2 separate regions of the Sus scrofa genome follow, and region 2 is linked to region 1. Evidence: chromatin contacts called from public HiChIP or PLAC-seq data. All regions are on one chromosome and are shown on one strand. The core of a region is the stretch at or near the end of the contact, and the rest is flanking DNA. Distances in the headings are between cores, read along the strand shown.

What was found. HiChIP or PLAC-seq counts read pairs in DNA pulled down with a chosen protein or histone mark.
Region 2: a contact with region 1 is called in an H3K27ac HiChIP or PLAC-seq map of alveolar macrophages. The contact joins the promoter of RTFDC1 here to the promoter of CASS4 in region 1. A contact is called at or near these places in 1 of 5 promoter capture datasets (liver), 14 of 47 Hi-C or Micro-C datasets (alveolar macrophages, blood, brain and 5 more) and 2 of 2 datasets of contacts at active chromatin or transcription factors (alveolar macrophages and skeletal muscle).

What each region holds. Positions count from the first base shown.
Region 1 is chr17:56,989,435-56,993,283 of Sscrofa11.1, forward strand. It overlaps CASS4 (Cas scaffolding protein family member 4), which reads left to right and starts at 1,779. Exons shown (of 6, transcript NM_001110431.2): 1 at 1,779-1,959. The coding sequence starts at 1,924.
Region 2 is chr17:57,039,317-57,043,460 of Sscrofa11.1, forward strand. It overlaps RTFDC1 (replication termination factor 2 domain containing 1), which reads left to right and starts at 1,651. Exons shown (of 9, transcript NM_001110432.1): 1 at 1,651-1,819. The coding sequence starts at 1,751.

The DNA of each region.
Region 1 (3,849 bases), core at 529-3,028:
AGATCCTTAACCCACTGAGCAAGGCCAGGGATCAAACCCACATCATGGATACTAGTTGGGTTCGTCAACCGCTGAGCCATGATGGGAACTCCCTAAAGCTGTTATTTTTTTAAATTCAATCCCCACAGTACAGTACAATGAATCCCCATGGACCCATCACTCAGACTCCCCAATTTTCGACCCATGCCCAAAATTGTTCTACCTATGTACCTCTATCCTCTTCCACCTTGAATTATTTTAAAGTGAATCTCAGATTTTGCCTGTAAATATTCAGTATACATCTCTTAGAAATAAGGACTTTTAAAAACACGATCCTAACATCATTACATCTCAAAGCATGTATGGAAACATCGAACTTTGGTTTAGTAGATGCCAACTATGGAAACCTGAACTTGAGCCTTGCCTCGACAGCGCTTGCGTCTTCCTCATCTGAGGTGCTACGTGGCCCGTGGCCGCCGACACTGAGAAGCTGGTAGAGCCAGGAGAAAGCAGGAGCAAAGAGGTGCACCCAAGAGAAACGTCCAGATTCACAGATCACCTGCCATTTTGCCGTGGCCTTTGCCTCATAAATAATCACCACTGGTTATAGGCATTGCAGTAGTACTGTTGTAATGATTTGTCTCATCTGTAAAGACTTAACAGGATACAATACTCCTAGTCTCAGCCTATGTTGAGCTGCCCTGCTTCTCACACCTCTCCTAACTCGCGAAGCCTTCCGTAAGTAACCCCTCCTCCCGTCTCTCTCCGCATCTCTGGCTGTCCACCTTGCCCTTGTTGCCAAATCAGTTTGTGATCATTCTGTGGCATCCTTGTGGCTCCCATTATCTTGCCTCTGCATGTCAATTACATGAGCCCAGACATTGACTTCCAACAATAATGGGAATTTAAAATCAGTCTGCTATTTCCATCCCTAAATCCTTCCTGGTGCCCAGACTTGCGGGGACCAAGCCAGGGACAACCAGCAGGCAAGACAGTACATGTCGTCATTGCAGGAAGGGAGATATGGGAGAGACAGCTTGTTACAGATGGAGGTTGAGCCAGGCTCAGAAAGATGGGTACCAGTTTGTTACATGAAATAAAAATGCAGACGTGCCTAGAGGACCCTGTAGGTCGTCGCTGGGTGTTTGGTGTGAGTGCAGAGAACGTGGAAAGAGCAGGTCCTGCTCATCTGCAGGAGCTAGTGCTGTGGTTTCGAGTACAGGCGGTGGGTGGCTTGATGAGTTGGATAATGTGATGATCCATGTTCAGCGTAGCGCTGGTGCGGAGCAAAGACCCGGGGTTTGCGTGGGGGACAGCAGTGGGGGACAGCGCAGGGGCGGTGGCGGAGGGGGACGGAGTGTGATCCTGATCCTGATGGGGAAAAATGCGGGACAACGTCTCCTGGGCAACCCCTGACTTGTTTTCTCTGGCTGTCGCGGGGCAAGTTCTAGGGAGCAGGAAAGAAGCAGCACGGACCCGTCATCAGAAATATGGCCCGGCAGCCTCTACCCAAGAAAATGAGCTGGGTCTGCCTGGTGGGGGTTGTTCCACGACATTCACCAGAGGAGGATGCCCTGCCTTCACACACTCAGCTTCAAAGAAGGAACTTCACCCTATAAAGCAGAAGACTTGTTTTTTTTTTTTTTCTTTTGCGGTTTCTGGTAGCAAATGTGTGACCGTCTCTGCTTATAGACGTCAGGCAATGAGGAGTGAGTGTGGCTTGGATCCCAGCTCTCCCCTCCTTCACCCCTTTCCTTCTCTTCTAGTCCTTTCCAGAAAGTTCGCCAGCTGGGAGAATCATTCTGACAGTTTCCTGTGCTGTCAGATAGCTCCATAGAACTCCGTTTCTGAGAACCAGCCAGAGGCATGCAGTGACATTGCGCAACCGCCTCTAAGCGGAGCTTATCACCCGTGGGGCTCCAAGGCGCGGCTCACACCAGCAGCATGAAAGGAGCAGGCGGCCCAGACGGAGCGCCCAAGGTGAGTGGCAGGGCCGTTGGAACCACCTGCGTTGGTTAAGGGCCGTGGCCCGTTGCCGTGCTGAGATTCCGACGAGGTCAGGAGCATACCGGTTGCATGTGAGTTCGAGAGGGGAGAGGTTCCTGCATGTTTAAGTGCAGAAGATAAATGGGCTTTAAAGCTCTTACCCATTTTGACTCAGAGGTGGATGGAAATGACTTTCTAGCAAAAACCAGCTTAGGGGGTTGATCGCACAACCAAGCCATTCCTCTGTGTCTGTTCATCGGCTGACAAACTCAAACGGGAGCTGGACCCGGGTCTCTGCCCCAGCCCTGAGGCCACAGGGGGCCTCCTCAAGCTGTTTGCACCTCAACTTCTGTGTTCACATGTTTGCGGGCTGCTAAACAAACTGCCTGGACATAGGGACAAGGAGGTCAAGGTTATTTTGCTACATCTTTTTAAATTTTTAAGTAGAACTGGAAAAAGAACTGAAAACAGTTATGAAATGGGGAGTCTGTTTATATGAATTAAATGTGTTATTTATTATTCCAACAATCATAACAGGAGCCACTGGTGGAATGTATGGCTGAACAACGCACGACAGTCTCTCTTAGGTAGATGGTGTGTAAATAGTGTAACGACCCTTGAATTCTCTACCCAGCTATTTTCTTTGAAAACTTTTAAACCATTGGGAAAATGGGGAAAAAGTGAATTCCATCAACCTGCGCATGTCTTTTACCGACATTGACCGATCCCTGGCATTTTGTCACATTCGTGTGTATCTATTTGTGTATATTTAGACATAGGCTACATTCGCATTTTCCAAAAATCCAAAAATATCCTCTTTCGCTTTGGGGGCAGTTTTTACTTCGTGATGTGTTTGTCTGTGGTTTGTTTGCGGTTCCAGCCCGGAATTCACTCCAGGGCCGCACATATCGTGTGCTGGGTCTCTGTCACCCCTGGTCTAGAACAGCCGCTCCTTCTGCTTTTCCTTCATGACGCTGACCTTCTCTATGCCCATCCAGTTTTTAATTTAACTTTCGTTTTGAGTTGGAGTCTAGTGGATGTACATGTGTTTCAAGTGCACAGCAGAGGGGATCAGTTACAGTTCTTTTTGTGATTCGGATTTCTTTTTATGTATGTGCCGTTTATGCTCCCTCATTTCGGTAGCATTTGACCATGTTCAATTAACCTGTATATATAGATGCGTGTAACCTGTATCTGACATTCGCGGCAGCACCCCTGAAAGTCAATCATCAATAGTGTGCAGATAATTCCCGCCAACCCTTACTGACTGTCCATCTGCCAGGCCCTGTGTTGTGTGGGCCATTTGCATTTTCTCATTTCTCTGGATGTCTCCCTGAGCAGATGTGCTACTCGGAGCCCCACTTTATAGATGAGGAAAGCAGATCTCGTGGGTCATTCGCTAGCGAGTGGAAGGCCAGGGGTTACACCCAGGCAGACTGCCCAGGGCCCCAGCTCTAAACCACTCAGTCCATGCTGACCCTTAGGTCAGCAGTCAGCATCTTTTCATCAAGAGCTAGACAGGATTTTAAGCTTTGTGACCCAGCTATAATCTCTGGTGCATATTTTTTGTTTTCATAGTCTTTTAAAATATAAAATCTTTCCTCACTCTAGGAGGGGTCATGCGGGTTGGGTCCGCAGGCCATAGTGTGGCAACCTCGACCTAGGCAGTGATGTCCCAGCTCCCACTGATGCCCTGCCCAGTAAGGGCAGCAGCAGGCCAGGAAACCAAGTCTTCACCCCAAGTCCAGGGGCAGCCAGGTCCCGATTTCTTGGGCATCCCTGCGGAACTGCCAGCACACATAGAAGATACTATGCGTTTTTTAAAGGTTTTACGGGAATAGGGGCAGTAGCTGAACAGGCTGAGCTTCTTGTCTTGCACAATGA
Region 2 (4,144 bases), core at 401-2,900, 50 kb after region 1:
GCCACATCTGCAACCTACGCCATAGCTCATGACAACGCCAGAACATTAACCCACCGAGTGAGGCCAGGGATTGAAACTGCATCCTCATGGGTACTAGTCAGAGTCACTTCTGCTGCCCCATGATGGGAACTCCTCCAGTTGTATTTAGAATGAGACTGTACTTTTGGTTTATCGAGGAATAAAACAAAGTCCCTGCAGAGTTTCCAGTTTTGTGATGGGCTTAAAAAACAAATCATAAGCCAATCAGAGACCAACTGATTAGAGGGCTTGTTTTCTTTTAAGTCCCATTAATTGCAGTAACAGATAACCCACTCTTATAACCCTTAAAGTTTTCATATCCACATATACTGTGTTTTCTGTTCCCAAGTGGCGAATAGTTTCAGCTTTTTTACATTTCACTTTGGTCATCATGGTAACATCCAATCATAAAGGGCTGCTTTACTGACAGAGGATAGGCTTTCCGCTAATATTTCCTTTTCTTTTTGTCTTTTTAGGGCCGCACCCATGGCATATGGAAGTTCCCAGGTTAGGGGTCTAATCCCAGGCTAGGGGTCTAATCACAGCCACAGCAACACCAGATCAGAGCCTCGTCTATGACCTACACCCCTACACCACAGCTCACAGCAACACCGGATCCTTAACCTACTGAGCTGCAGGGATTGAACCTGCAACCTCATGGTTCCTAATGGGATTCGTTTCCACTGAGCCAAGACGGAAACTCCTATTTCTAATAATTAAATGAACAAATGGAGAGATAGTCAAGGGCAGGGGAGCAGGCAATCATGAATTTTAACAGGGAGTTTGCAAGGGATTTATGTTCTCTTTATAGATGTAATACAGCCCTAGGAAAGGTGTGGTGCCATCAGTGTATGATTTATAAATCTGCGTCTGTTAGACTTGCTGTTTCTTTTTTAAATTTACTTTTTACTTTTAATTTATAATACGCCCCTTTTTTAATAAATAAAAACATCTTTTAGCCAGGGCTTCAGGATGCGGTGAATGAAATACATACACGCACAAACTGCGTGTACCTATACAATATACACGGCAGTGTCAGAAGTTTCAGACCGTAAGAGAATCTTACTCCTCCACAGCCTCATCCAACACCACTTTAAAGGATTTACCTGCTTAGGTCATACCTAAGGCTCAATAAAAAGATGCATTCTCTTTTGAACACACCAACGGTAACTGAAGGAACGATCCATTCATATTCATCAGTAATTGCAGTAATAAAATGCAGCCCTTCCTTGCTCTTACTCCCAGTCTGGGGATATCTGCCCACAGTCAGAGAGGCTAGGGTGCAACGGGGCCCAGGAGCGGCGGGTGACCCTGAGCCACCTCGACTAGTGCGGGCCCCTCACCCCCGGAGCGTGGGCGAGCGATTTGCGGGCCCCTCGCCCCCGGAGCGTGGGCGAGCGATTTGGCGGGTGCAGCAGAAATCCAGCGCCCATCGGAAAAAGGAAGGGAAGGGCGGCAGCGGCGGCGCGGGAGTGGGAGAACTCTTGACACCAGACACACTCACAAAGCCCTGCCGGCGCTTTGCAACAGCCCCAGCGGCTGGGCCACGCCCAATGCCTAAAGACGCTCTCCATGGCAACCGGGGCTTGGCAAAAGCCCCGCCCCGTCCCCCGCCCCGTCGCGACTAGCGGTTTGCGTCACGCGGCGCGCCGGAAGTGACGATTGCGCTCGCTAGGGACCCCGGAAGTGGCTGCTAGGGGGAATTACTGCGGACTCTGACTCTTGGCTTGCTATGGGTTGCGACGGAGGCACAATCCCCAAGAGGCACGAGCTGGTGAAGGGGCCGAAGAAGGTTGAGAAGGTCAGTGACAGGGGCCCAGTGGGGTCCGGGGGCTTCTGAGGCATGCAGAGCTCCCCGGGGAGAGAAGGGAGGTGGGAGGGGGAGCTAGAGGGGTTCTACCGTCAACGAAGCTCAATTATACCTTTCAAAACTCAAAATTAACCGCAGTATCAATAACGGACCTTTACTGAGCGTGTGGCATTCACCCGGCAGTACGCATAATGTGGCATTGCTCTTGTAACTCTTACAAGAGCCCTAGGGGTACATACTGTCATTAGTCTCTCTTTTCAGACCTGGAAATTGCGATCTAAGAGGAAAAGGTTGCAGAGCTAGTCAGTAGGAGAGCCAGGATTTGAAGTCTGTCTGCTGTCTGCTGCTGTTTTGTACACCCTAACTTCGTTTCCTCAGTAAAGTCTTCTCAAACCGCTCCCTGTGAGATCAGGGCCTCCTCTAAAAACTGTCTTACCCCCGTGTACACAGCGTTCCGGTCAATGAATGTTGATCTCAGACGATTGCAGAGGCTGCATCTCTTTCCCCTTTACAAGTAGCAGGGTTCCTGGTACAGTAAATATAGTGAATAAATGAATGAGTGGATAATCCCTAATTCTGAAAAGTGATTGAGCCAATTATAATTTATAGGGAAATTGAGTCAGTAACACGACCAAGATCACACAATTGGTAGGTAATAACAGGATTCCCATCCAGTTATTCAGGATTTCAGAGTTAGCACTAGTAATTGCTTTTTAATAATAGTAGGTGTGTAAAGCACCTAATACAAGTGACCAAGTGACTGACACACTGTGACTCCATTCAGCAGCCAAAGAGGATTTTTTTTTTTTTTTTTTTTTTTTTTTTTTTTTTTTTGCTTTTTAGGGCCGCATGTGCGGCCCATGGAAGTTCCCAGGCTAGGGGTTGAATCGGAGCTACAGCTGCCAGTCTATACCACAGCCATAGCAACAAAGGATCCCCGACCCACTGAACAAGGCCAGGGATCTGAAGCCACATCCTCATGGATACTGGCCAGATTAGTTTCCGCTGTGCCGAATTGGGAACTCCCTAGAGAAGTCTTTTTTAAAAATAAATTACGTGTATCACTATTGTGTTTAAATCACTCAAGTGGCTTCTCATTGTATTCACGGTAAAATTCTCACAGACCTTGTGTGATCAGACCCTCTGCCTCTCTTTATATCTTATCTAATGCCCCTTTCCCACCCTTTCTCTTCCAGCTATATAGGCCTTGTTCCTCAACCCGGAGTATAATTTCCTCAACCTGTGTTCTTCACTGAGATACTCATATCACTTGGGTTTTTGTTTTTTGGGTTTTTTTGTTTGTTTGTTTTTAAATGCTTCAAGTCTTTACACAAATGTCATCTCATCCCGGTCCACTGTAGCCAAAATACATCTCATTTCTAATCACTCTGCCTTTTTCTGCTGCTTTTCTTTTTAAATTTTTTTTGGCCGCACTTGTGTCATCCAGAAGTTCCTACGCCAGGGATCAAACCCACACCACACCACAGCAGCCACTGGAGCCACAGCAGTGACAATGCTGGATCCTTTAGCCAAAGTGTGGCTCTTGATGTGGGGAATGAATAGGACAATAGCTACGACAGTGTGGTGGGGGTTTGTTTGTTTTTATTTTAAATAATAGAGGGGAGGGACAAATTAGGAGATAATTAGGGACAAATTGACAGATACGAGGTACTATACATAAGATAGGTGGGCAGCAAGGACTTAGTGTATAGCAAGGCAATTAGACCCAGTATCTTTTAGTAACCTGTAATGAATTATAAGCAGCAAAAACCCTGAATAACTATACTGTATGCCTGCAACTAACACAACCTCGTAAATTAACCACACTTCAATGAAACAAATAAGTAAAATTTTAAAGTTATAGAATAATTACAACAAAATAATAGAAATAGAGAGTAGTGATGAAAAGCATGGTCTTTAGCGCCAGCCCACCTGGGTTTGTTTTTTTGTTTTTTGTCTTTTTGCCATTTCTTGGGCTGCTTCTGCGGCATATGGAGGTTCCCAGGCTAGGGGTCGAATCGGAGCTGCAGCCGCCAGCCTACACCACAGCCACAGCAACTCGGGATCCAGCCGCATCTGCAACCTACACCACAGCTCACGGCAATGCTGGATCCTTAACCCACTGAGCAAAGCCAGGGATCGAATCCGCAACCTCAGGGTTCCTAGTCGGATGCGTTTACCACTGCGCCACGACGGGAACTCCCCCCACCTGGGTTTTTATCCTAGCTCCCATGTCTGCTTGTGTGTGTGACCTGACTTAGTGGTACCTCCATTTCCTCAACGACCAAGGTAAAAATATTCATTCATAGGTGTTTT